Regions from separate parts of the Oryctolagus cuniculus genome. Here region 1 is linked to region 2. Evidence: chromatin contacts called from public Micro-C data. All regions are on one chromosome and are shown on one strand. Each heading gives the region's core, a stretch centred on a gene start, on an enhancer-like site or on the middle of the called end of the contact. The rest is flanking DNA. Distances are from core to core; before and after follow the strand shown.

What was found. Hi-C and Micro-C count contacts between places; a contact is called where the count stands out from the background.
Region 1: a Micro-C map of ear pinna shows a contact between it and region 2, with 4 times the contacts expected there. The contact joins the enhancer-like site here to the promoter of AHDC1 in region 2. A contact is called at or near these places in 3 of 6 Hi-C or Micro-C datasets (ear pinna, embryonic fibroblasts and skin fibroblasts).

The regions. Positions count from the first base shown.
Region 1 is chr7:144,154,646-144,157,796 of mOryCun1.1, forward strand. It overlaps WASF2 (WASP family member 2), which reads left to right. Exons shown (of 9, transcript XM_002716090.5): 3 at 637-771; 4 at 1,295-1,448. Among named protein-coding and RNA genes, the nearest start is that of GPR3, 29 kb to the right of the region's middle. Within about 2 kb of position 1,451, at least 5 of the 8 cell types and tissues checked have an H3K27ac peak or open chromatin away from gene starts, as enhancers often do. A contact at or near this core is called in ear pinna, where this site is marked.
Region 2 is chr7:143,969,463-143,972,530 of mOryCun1.1, forward strand. AHDC1 (AT-hook DNA binding motif containing 1) reads left to right here and starts at 1,451. Exons shown (of 7, transcript XM_070079004.1): 1 at 1,451-1,505; 2 at 2,139-2,236.

The DNA of each region.
Region 1 (3,151 bases), core at 201-2,700, 190 kb after region 2:
TTTTCAGCTTTTCACTTATTCCCTAAGATGTAGATTTGAAGGGTTGCAACCCAGAACAAAGACTTTGAAAGTTGTAGGTTATAAAAGATAAAGTAACCTTTCACCCCTTCAGAGAAGTTACACATCTCTGCTTGTGGATTGTTGATAAATTCAAGGGCCCTGGAAGATACCATGACTCATCACGCTTGTTCATTGCATTTTTGTGGCTCCATTGAGGAGGATATTTCTTATCATATTAATTGTAGGCACCCAGAAGGTCCTCTTAACTCCCAGTCTGTTTTCCAGAACCATTTTACCAGGTGATTTTATAGAAAAGCAAGGGGCTAGGGCTGTAAGCAAATATGTCTGCTCTTCCAACATCAATTTTTTGCATTACACCTTTCAGTTTTATTCAGCCTGTTTCAAGTTTCATGACTGTCCAGTTATCCAGGAAGGCTGTGCTCTCTACAGACTGCCGAAGCTAAGGAGAAAGTATCTTTATCTCTCAGAGCAAGCAGATTCTTCGAGTGTGGCACTTCCCTTCGGGGGGGTGCGGGACAGTGTATGGGGATGGGTCGTGCCGGCCTTGGTAGCCAGTTTCCTGACCATTTTTGTCACTTCTGTGCACTGGTGACTTGGTTTCTTTGCTTTTTGCAGGTAAATATGCAGAGGACATTTTTGGAGAGCTCTTTACTCAGGCAAAAACCTTTGCCTCTCGGGTAAGCTCCCTTGCTGAGAGGGTTGACCGACTACAAGTTAAAGTCACTCAGCTGGATCCCAAGGAAGAAGAAGGTAAGGAAGCTGAGCTCAGCATTTGCAGGCTCTGCTGAGCAGTTTCTTCGAATTTTTCCCCCTAATTTATAAAAAAGCAAGGGGAAAAAAATCACAGAAACCTATGGAGTTCTGCTCTGAAATGACAAGCCTGGGTGGCGTAAAGAAACCTTTTAAGTTCTGCCTCACCCCCACACACTCTCTTTCTCCCAATCCCCCAGTTCCCCAGCGCTCAAATTTCCCTTCTCTCAATTGTATTTTGCTACCATAAAAGTACTTGGAAGATTCCTTCCTCCTAGGAGAGGCCTGGTCTATCTGGCCACATAGTAAACCTTTGTGTTGCCTCATTTTGTTCAGTCGTGAAATGGCTGGGCTGCTGACAGCCTTGTGGGGCTTCCCCAGAGGGGAAGGAAAAAAAAAAAAACCTGGCTGCAGACAGCCGCAGCCAAGAAATGCAGCAGCTGAGGCCTCTCCGACTGGGGTGACTCAGTGTTTGCTCAGACAGCCTGTCGTCCATTTTCTAACGCCTTCCCTCTCCTCTCAGTGTCGCTGCAAGGAATCAACACCCGAAAGGCCTTCCGAAGCTCCACCATTCAGGACCAGAAGCTCTTTGACAGAAACTCTCTCCCAGTGCCTGTCTTGGAAACATATAATACCTGTGATACTCCTCCCCCTCTCAACAATCTTACCCCATACAGGTAACGGCTGGCTGGCTCCTTCCTTTTTCCAGCCTGAACCACAAACAGCACTAGGCTCTTTTATCTGAAGATGTTGTTTACATCAGAAGAGTCTATCAAAAAGCTTACTCCCCATCCCAGAGTGGCTTGTGGCAACAGAAGCTACAGTTTACCCTGTGAACAGTTGTCATTTATTATTGTTTGGTTTCTGAAATTCATAGTGAATATAATATATATTGAAAGTTTGCTGTAACATTGCATCCTGCAGAGTTTAATTTGGTATAAACCAGGTCCATCTTGGATTCCATCCAAGGAATTTAGTTATTATAGAACCAAAAAGGACTTTTGTTATAAAGGCGGTCCTACAACGTGGATCCCAGGGGCAGCATGCTAGCAAGGCTCCCACTGACTTGGAAACCACTAGGTTACCAGATGTTTGGGCGTGTTAGTGGGGCCTGCCGCATGCGCTGGCTGCTCTGGCCCAGAGAGGTCCTTCCAAAGCTTAAGGAGCAATTGGCTTTCTTCCAGAGGAGTTTCGTTCACTGTGTTTTGAACATCCTTTTGACATTTCCTTCTGAAAAGGCCTGCCTTGCTGTGACTGGTCTTGAAAAAGAAGGTTGCCTTATAGATGACTTAAAGCCCCTCCCCTCTGGTGGTTTGGTAGTGTTGTCATTCTGCAAAAAAAAAAAAAACACACACACAAACACACACACACACACACAAACACTGGAGAGGGTCAGAAGGTGAATGTTTATTTTGCTTGCATTCATAAATATCTTTGGAACAGGTAAGAAGTAATTACAGGTAACAGATAGCTGGAGGCAGATGTCTGCTATCAGGCATGGCTACACCGAAGAGCAGAAATGTGTGTGGTGTATCCCTGTGAAATTCAGGGATGCCAGCCTGATTTAGGGGGCCTGGAAGCTTCTCACATATATGGCAACTCCCCATTTTGTTTGCCCTTAGCTTTCCAAGGGACCAGCTAGCAGAGCAGGACAGTTTGGACTCTGCAGCCTCCATCATTTATTTAGTCCAGCTGACTCAGGGACACGGTTTTGAGACAGGATGGGATCACACAGCTGATGTGTTGCATAGGATGGAATAAACAAATGACATGAAGAGAATTTTGTCAGTTAATGGCATTTTCCTTTGTAACATACAATAGCAGAATTAGCGTCTCTTCTTAGGTATCTGGAGTTGGCTTAACAGAAGCAAGAAAGCAGTGGTGTATCTCCTTCAGAACAAGAGTTACTGTAAAGTCTTACAGTTTAAAAAAAAGATTTATTTATTTATTTGAAGATCAGCGTTACACAGAGAGAGAGAGAGAGGAAAGGCAGAGAGAGAGAGAGAGAGGTCTTCCATCCACTGGTTTACTCCCCAGTTGGCCGCAATGGCTGGAGCTGCACTGATCTGAAGCCAGGTGTCAGGAGCTTCTTCCAGGTCTCCCATGTGGGTGCAGGGGCCCAAAGACTTGGGCCATCTTCTACTGCTTTCCCAGGCCATAGCAGAGAGCCGGATTGGAAGTGGAACAGCTGGGACCGAACCAGAGCCCATATGGGATGCTGGCACTGCAGGCAGCAGATTTACCTGCTACACCACACCACCAGCCCCAGAATAATATTAAAATAAGTGTTCCCCCCGAAGGCCATGCTTTCTGGACAGTGGGATTCCAACCAGGGTCGTTGGGTTTGGCCACTAGTTTATAATGACTCACAGTGCACTCT
Region 2 (3,068 bases), core at 201-2,700:
AACCCAAGCTTCCCGCACCCGCCCCGGTGCCAGGCTCTGTCCTGTGTAGGGCCAGCTAAGGCGAAATGCCAAAGTCTCATCTACTGGTAAGAACTCGAGTCAGGCGATGGAGCTGCAAAGGGCTTCCAATGACATTGACCTGCTTTTGTCACTATCTGGCCACTCACTGCTCCCCGTTCCAGGAGGACAGCTTTGAGTGCAGGGGCTAGCTTGTCTGCGAGAAGCTGCTCCCGGATGGAGCCAGCCGGGCACGGCAGCCACGCTGGCAAGTCGAGGGGTGCACTGGTTGGAATCCTAGACTGCTCCTGTCACTGCCACAGCTCCCCCCACAACAAGAGCCCCTTCACTTCCCACCCCCATCCTCTATTTTGCCCTCTGGGGGTTCCAGATTGTTGAATATGAGGGGCTTGGGAGGAGTGCAGGTGTGGAGAAGATGGTGACCAGGCGAAAGGAGTGAGGGACAGGTGGGCTGAGAACAAAGACATTGTTGGAGGAAGTGCAGACCGGGGCAGCCGCTGGGAGGAGGTGGGACCTGCAGGACCTCTGGACGCCTGTGCCCGGCGGACCTCAGTTAACATTTGCTGAACGGAAGCGCCGGGAAGGGCACACAGAAGCACGGCACGGAGAGAAGCCAGGCACAGCGCATGGAGGAGGGGACCACAGCCACAGCACAATTTCGCCGGGCTGTAGCAGGACGCAGGGGCCCGCGGTGCCTGCGGCAGTTCTTCCGGGGCCGTCCAGCCGCGACAGGCCCTGGGCCGAGCACATTCCCATCTGTGGGTCAGGCCAGGCAGGGGGCCCGCAGCCAGGGGCTGCAGAACAGATGTGACCTGAAGAGGAGGTAGGTGAAAGTGCTGAGCCCAGCCCCGGGCGCAGCAGGAGCTCAGAGCTGTGGAATCTGAATCCTGCTTCCGCGTGGGGCTGTCTGTGGGGTACCCAGGACTTCAGCGCTCTCGCCGCCCTCGGACGTCCAGGAAAACGAGGTGTGGGAGCTCAGAGATAGACGGAGAGGAGGGGTCGCTGGTGCAGGGGACGGGGCTCGCTGGCTCGCGCTAAAGTACGCCACGGGAGACCTTTTTAGAAAGGGAGAGCGCCCCCAAATTGAAGAACCGCTTCTCTCCTCTGCCCCTCCCTTCTAATCGGGACACCCCGGCAAGTCGCAGCCCCGCTGGCTAATCGGCACCCCCCGCCCCGCCCCGACTCCCCGTTCCACTCCCATTCCATTCTCAGGCCCCGCCCCCTTCACTCCCACCCGCAGCCTCCGCCCTAGCCACAGCGCCCAACACGGGGCCCAGAGGCCGCGGGAAGCACCCCGGCCCGTCGGCCACCGCCGGCTCCGCGGCCCCAGGCCCCTGCGCGCACTGTCCCCGCGCGCCGCGGCCGCGCCGTCGGAGCAGCCGCTCGCCCCGCCCGCCGCGCGCGCCGAGCGGCCGGGGCGGGGACTACAAGTCCCGGCGTGCCGCGCGCGCGCTCCCCCCTGGGGTTCCGGATGGTGAGCGGCGAAGGTAAGGAGAGCTCGCAGAGGCAGCGGCGGCGGCGGCGGAGACGGAGAGCGGCAGGCAGGCAGGGCGAGGGCGAGAGACGGAGGGAGGGAGCTAGCGAGGCGGACCAGACAGACAGACAGGCGGGCGGGCAGAGCGAGCCACCCGCTCGCGGCGGAGCGAGCAGAAGGCAGGAGGAGGGAGGGAGGAGGGGGAGGGAGGGAGAGAGGGAATCCAGCTACCACCACCCAAAGCCAGCGTCTGCTTTCTGTCCTCATTTCCTTTTCCCACCCAGCTCGGGGAGCAGAGAAAGGCAGAGCGAGCGCGGAGGGGAGACAGGCAGAGGGACAGACAGACAGCCGGGGAGCGCGGGAGGGCGGAGGGCGGAGGAGGAGGAGCAGGCGGACTGCGCGGGGCGCGTTCCCTCCCAGGTTTGCGCTTGGGGGGGTGGGGCGGGGGTGTCCAGGGCCGACCGAGTGTGTGCGCAGCGGGGGGAGCGAGGGGCGCCGCGAGAGCCAGGAGCGACGAGGCGGGGGGCGCCGCGGACGCGGGGGCCGTGTCCAGCGGAGTTAGCGGCGGAGAATGTGAGCCGAGGCGCGAGCCATGCTGTCAGCGACGGCGGGCGGCTCAGGGCTCCTCCGCGACTCCTCTCCCCAGCAGCCGGGCGCCCGCGTCGCTGCCGCCGCCGGAAGACAGACGCCCCCCAAAGCCCCTCGCCTGGCTCGGACCCACGGAGCCGGCAGCCCTGCACTCCGGTGAGTGGCGCCTCCTCCCCAGCCCCAGACCCCCGCTGGGGACCGGCCGGCTGGGCTCTTTTGTGCAGCGCACCAGGGGGGGCCCCCGCGCCCCCCGGTCCGGTCCGCCGGACCCCGTGGCTGCGGTGCCCGCGGTGCGATCGGTCTTTGTTTCCACCGGGGCCCGCGGCTCGGCTGGGCTCGGCTCGAAGCCTGGCAGGCAGCGCCGGGAAGGGGGAGGGGGAGGTGGACGGGGAGGGGGGGCGGAGAGGGGGGGTTCTCGGGTTTCCTGGCCGCCCCGCGGCTCCCCCGGCTCGGGGGCGAGGTGCGCGCCCAGCGCTGCCGCGCGCCCCCTCCTCCTTCCCCCTCCCTCCGCCTTTGGATTTAAAACTGCAATTTGCTCTCCAGCTTGCTGAGAATGTGGGGGGGGGGGCATGAAGGGGGACCGTGGGAGCGGAGAACAAGGCTGGATTTTAGGATCGGCGCTGGGAAAAGGGGAGACTGCGGAGGGAGGAGCCCCTCCCCTCCAACCCCCAAATCCCAAGGTTCCACTGGCGCTCTGGGAGTTGAGGGGCGGGGACCTAATGACCCGGAGGGGGTGTGGGGCGGAGGAGGGATTTGGGGGCGGCCAGGACCGGAGGGGTTGGGCCGCGTGCCCGGTTACCTGGCGAACAAAGTCGGCTCACTTTTGCATAAATAAATAAATAATCGCCTATCAATGCGTTTCCTCTGGGGCTCTGATTGAATCGGCCCCCTCTTCCCCAGGGGGTGGGGTGCTGAGTGACAGCTGTCAGCCCCCTGGGCCGGGAGCTGGGGGTGAACTGCTGACTCTCCGTGCTTTCTGGCTGTGGGC